Linked DNA regions of Gossypium hirsutum: region 1 is linked to region 2. A link is a contact called in public Hi-C data. All regions are on one chromosome and are shown on one strand. The core of a region is the stretch at or near the end of the contact, and the rest is flanking DNA. Distances in the headings are between cores, read along the strand shown. Region 1 holds the start of LOC107920931 (NAC domain-containing protein 62). Region 2 holds the start of LOC107922471 (DNA-binding protein BIN4).

Evidence for each region. A called contact is a pair of places that touch in the nucleus more often than the background predicts.
Region 1: a contact with region 2 is called in a Hi-C map of leaf, with 2.3 times the contacts expected there. The contact joins the promoter of LOC107920931 here to the promoter of LOC107922471 in region 2. A contact is called at or near these places in 4 of 34 Hi-C or Micro-C datasets (callus and leaf).

What each region holds. Positions count from the first base shown.
Region 1 is chrA08:87,806,515-87,809,307 of Gossypium_hirsutum_v2.1, forward strand. LOC107920931 (NAC domain-containing protein 62) reads left to right here and starts at 1,408. Exons shown (of 5, transcript XM_016850765.2): 1 at 1,408-2,061; 2 at 2,344-2,646; 3 at 2,725-2,793. The coding sequence starts at 1,615.
Region 2 is chrA08:87,527,339-87,530,143 of Gossypium_hirsutum_v2.1, forward strand. It overlaps LOC107922471 (DNA-binding protein BIN4), which reads left to right and starts at 1,360. Exons shown (of 12, transcript XM_016852520.2): 1 at 1,360-1,751; 2 at 1,960-2,137; 3 at 2,327-2,388; 4 at 2,735-2,805. The coding sequence starts at 1,704.

The DNA.
Region 1 (2,793 bases), core at 158-2,657, 280 kb after region 2:
GGTTGTTTACTCATTTGTTCTCCTTTGCTTTAATGCAAATTTACTCCTCAGGTGGCCGGTCTTGAGAGCTTTAACACTATAAAATTGCTCACTCAAGTTTCTCTCAAATGTAAAGAAAATGAAGAAATGAAAATGAGAGAAGAGAGATGCTTGAATGACTGAGGAATGATGAATGCTTGAAATGGAGAGCAAAGGCCTCTATTTATACTAAATGGAGTGGGATGGCCGACCCTTGAATTGTGGAAAAGGAATGGATATGCTTTCATTGTGGAGCTTAATTTGTAGAAGAGGTTGCATGGAATGAGAATAAAGGTGAACGATTTGCAATTTTTGAGGAATGAAGGCTTTTTGCTTATTTTGCTATTTACCAAGTCTTTTTTGGACGGTTGGGCATCCCAATGGGTAGTTTGGGGTCTTTCTTCCCTTAATGGATGGTTTGGGCCTAATTTTTCGTGGCAGGCTGTCCAGCTTTAGTGACCCAATTAAGAACTAGGTTAAAATGAAATTAGAAGTCCAATAATCTTTATTTTGAACGTCCCGAGCTAGTAATTTATTAGCTCAACACATAAGTCCCTTTGTTGTGGAAATGCTACAGTATTAAGCCTCAACAAGTAAGTTTCAAGCTTTAATTTCTTTCTAGTGCACAAAATTCTAATTAGTTTATATTTTTTAAATAACTTTACTTTAAGAAAAATATATTTACTTTATTATTAAAATAAAGGGATTTTATGAGTAAAAATCATAACTTAAGGGCTTACTTAACTATAAAAATAGGTTAAGGGCTTGTTTAAAACACAATATAGTGAGTTAAACGGGAATAAAAAAAATAATAAATAAGGAGGACTTACAAGGTAATTAGCCACATTTAAGGTTTGATGCCTAGGAGCACCCATTCACCTTTTTTTTTCTCTAGCAGCCACTTAAAATAAAAATTTTCACATTAAATCTCTTAATACTTTAGATAATTACATTTCAGTCTAATACCACCAATTTAATAGGCGCACCAATAAATTCTTACAATTTTAGTAAATAATCTTATGGACATCATTTCAGTTATTAATTTTATTTTTTTATATTATTTAGGTAAAAAAAAAACCTACAAACCACGTGGTAAATAATTGTAAAAAACCCCCAAAGTAGGAAACGCTCGGACCAGTTTGTTATGCTGGCACTTTATAAGTTCTCTAAACCTCACGCTTTTCAACATGACGCCACATGTCAGAATTTCATTAGCTGGCTTACTCAAATTTTCACTGGCCTTCTAATAATACGCCCTTCGTTTTATAACAAAAATACCTACATGCAATATTAAAACAATCTTCTGTATTTGGGCATATTAGTAAAAGCATAAACCATACGCGGATTGAAGCTCGGATAAAGTCAATGCATAACGTTAAAATTAAAGATAAATAAATATAAATAAAAGAGTTGACTACTTTCTAAACTATTTTCCTTTGTATCAACTGAAAGCATGGGCCATCTTCTTCTCCTTTAATCTTCCAAAATACTATCCCTCCTTGAATCTCCTTTTCTTTTCTTTTCTTTTCTTTTTAAAATTTTTTTCTGAAAATCACTCAACGAAACTCTTATAAATTTATTTTATCAACATTTGTCATGGCTGTTCTATCACTGAATTCACTGCCTACCGGATTTCGGTTCCGACCAACGGACGAGGAATTGATCGATTTTTACTTACGGGCTAAGATAAACGGAAAAAGAAACGATGAGGTTGAAGTCATTCGTGAAATCGATGTTTGTAAATGTGAGCCCTGGGATTTACCTCATATGTCTGCTATAGAGACTCGTGATCCCGAGTGGTTTTTCTTTTGCCCACTCGACAGGAAGTATCCAAACGGCAATAGGCTTAATAGGGCTACTAAAGCTGGTTACTGGAAGGCTACGGGTAAGGATCGTAAGATTAAGTCTGGGTCCTGCTTGATCGGCATGAAGAAAAGTCTGGTGTTTTATACCGGCAGGGCTCCTAGGGGGAAGCGAACTAATTGGGTTATGCACGAGTACCGTACTACACTCATTGAGCTTGACGGCACCAAGCCTGGACAGGTTCCTCCTTTTACCCTTTACTTACCCTTTTCCCTATGATCATGGAAGATAAAGGTTGGTTTTGAATATGAGTAGTGTAAATTAGTTGACATCACGAATTTCCTTGATGTGGTTTAATTTTGGTGCAAGAATTGTTATGCGACTCCGTTTACATTGATTTCTGTTTTCAATTGGGTTCATAGTTCTGTTTTGTACACGATTTCTAGTGTTGTTGGGTCAATTGTTGATAATGTGTTGAAGTTCGGGTGATAGTTTTTTCACATATTCGTTATTTTTGTGCAGAATCCGTTTGTAATTTGTCGTCTCTTCAAGAAACAAGACGAGAGCATTGAAGATACCAATGGTGATGAAGTTGATGTATCTTCTCCTACTGAAGACATGCAGTCTGAGTTAGAAGGGCCTCAAGACTCACCTGCGCTGGAAGGGGTAGCCCAACCAAAGTTTCCCCATAACAATGGAACTTTTTCTTGGGGCCCGCCAAATGATGTGGTTTCTAACGCTGTTCCACCTATGTTAGAGTGCAATATCGTTGACTCTAAAGCTTACAGTGTAACCGGTCAAGTGGCAGAAATTGTGACTGACAAGGTGAAAAAGGAAACTGAATTTGGATTTTAGATTTTGTTTTTTAATAATTGCTATAGCATTAATGTTGTTCGGTTTTAGGTCGATCAAGTTGGAGAAGCTTTGAATCATTTTTATGATCCCATGGTGGAGCCACCGGACCGCAAATTC
Region 2 (2,805 bases), core at 110-2,609:
AATCGGATCTGAAGGCATCACATAATCACCGGTTATAAGTGACATGTATTTCTAGACTCGTACGAGCTATGTTTCAATCTTAGAATCCACTAAACCGTAGCTTTGATACCATTAAATGTAACACCCATAACCCGGTCCTGTGACCGAACCCAAGCTACAAGATATTACCAAGCAGTGAGTTAGGTTGCGATCTTCAATCAATTAACATTGCGATCTCCAACCTTAGTGACTTTATGCTATCTCAGTCCCTTACATCGTGGCATGACTCTCTGTTCAAGAACCTTCAAACCGTTGTGCACTTTAGCATTCTACACACCTACACATTCACAAGTGCACCTTTAAGCATAATCTATTAACAAAAGTATAGAATAAGATCAAAGTGCTAAAAATGACACAAAAACACAAACATACTTACAAATGACCAAAAACACAATTTAATCCTAAAACGACTTGATTTTACTCAAAAGTAAACTAAAATAAGCGTAGAAGGATTGTGATTGCATACACCTAATTACACCTATCAATTACAATATTTCTCTTAAACAACTTTGTAAACCTAATGTCTAAAATAAACTAATATGTAAACATTAAAGAAGTCTATATATTCAAAATAAAAAGCTTAGATCATTTATACAATGATAGCTTATTTCGCATATAAGCTAACATCAATGTTGTAAAAACGAGAATGGAGGTTAAATTGATTGAATAAGACCTCTGATTCCAATTTAACCATACAATTCAATTACACTGAAAAATTAAAAGAAATAAATTAATATTTATTAAAAATCCATAGAAATTAAAAATATATATTACTTTTTTTAAAAAAAAAGAAAAATTATATATAAAAAATCAAAGATAAAACTGAACCAAAAAATAATGAAAAAAAATCAATTTTAAAATAAAAATAATAAGAAAAATATGATTTTCTTATTTTTTCTCAAACTTCAATTTCCAAAACTATATGCACATTGTAGTTTAACATATTAATCGGATTGATAGACGTAAAGTTGGCTAGTAAAAGGGAGCAGCAACTTTAGAGTGTTGAGGAAAAAGCAAATGGACAAGAAGAGCGTCCAAAGTAGGATTTTGAGCAAAAACAATGGAAGTTCGTGTATGTTGAGAAGCAAGTCCGATATAGCACTATTGATTGGCATGTTATTATGGGTTTGCTGCATCTGTCAATGTATGTATCTGGTAAACAAAAAGAAAAAAGGTTTCACCTGGATTGAATATCATGTAACTGGTCAAATTCCCTCGCCCCAAACTCTCCTCAACAGAGCCCAATAAAGCCCAGTGTAAATAAAGCCCTAACTCAAAAACTCTGTATCAATCCTCAAATCGAATCTGTATCTGTAGGGTATTGGGCCTAGAACTCCATAAGCCCCCTTCCGTTTCTCTTGTTCCTTCTTTCCCTCTCCTTCCATTTTCATTTCTACCATTTCTTTTTCTCTGCTACTCATCACTTTCAATTTTCCTTTCTTCTTCTGTTTCTTTTTTTTTTACTTCTCTTTGATCTATTCTACACCCGGCACCGTTGCATTACTCTTAATTTGTTTGGTTCAGCTACCCAGTGCATAATTAGGCTTTTAGGGTTTCTCTGTTCACATTTTCTTTGGATTTTGCTTTGTGTTTTCGCAGCTTATAAGTGCTGCTGAGTTATAAATTTGTATAATCTAATATCAGGGAAGAATAATTGGTGCGGAATGAACAATTCCAGGGAAGATTCTCCAGATTGGCTGCGCTCTTTTCAGGTATATTTACCCTGCTTTCTTTAGCTTCTAAAATGTTTTTATTTGTTTGACACTCTGCACCATGCTTTTTCCCCATTATTTTCATGGCTAAAGTTTAACGTTTAATCAGATTGTTCTCTTTTCTTTTTGTAACCGTATAGCAGTTAGCCAGCTGTTGCACCTTTACATTGTTTTCTTACTGGTTTGCGAGAATTTACCTTGTTTTTAGGCACCGACTTCTACGCTGACATTATCTTCGGATTCCAATTCTTCTCCAAATGGTAGCCCGCGTAGGGTTGATAAAACTGATGCTGATGATGAAGACACATTGGAAAAGAGAAACCACGATAAAGTAAATCAAAAGCCTTCTGGAAAGAAGGAAAACGACGCCTTCAAGGACTCTGAAGGTAGAAAAGGAGTAATTCTCCTATGATAGTTAGGAACTGACGCAAGGGTTGTTTCCAAATAACTGAAATGATGCTTTAATGAATTGTTTAAAGTATATAATATTTCAGCTTCTGATTTCTGAACCCTTTCTTTGATTTTGACCTCGTTATTTACAACTTGTGCAATATGAACTTTTAGCAATGATGCAGGGAGTGAGGAGGATGGAAAGGTCGCTGCGGAAGAAATGTCTGAGAAACACTTGGGATCTCATGTACGGTATCACATTATATTGCCTTGGGATTGCCTAAATCTGGGTTCTCCTTTATTATTGCATTTCATGGTTTATCAAAAATGTCATCAAACTTAAAAAATTGATTTTAGATATCGTTTTGAAATTTATGAAAATAAAGACATTTTGCTTTGGAAAGAATCATTTCATCGTAGAACAAAACCATTTTCATTTATTTAACAGTATGATAAAAGTTTTATAATGTAAATTTTACTTCATATGTTTGAGACGTTTACTACAGAAAGATATCCAACGTGGTATGAATCTGATTAGATTGGAGGACCACTGTTAATATTGAAGCTGATGAAAGTGGTTAGATGTTGAACAGGCAGTAAATCATTCGATATGGTCGTTATCATCCGATTCTGAGTCTTCTCCTGGCCATTCTCCTCAAGGGAA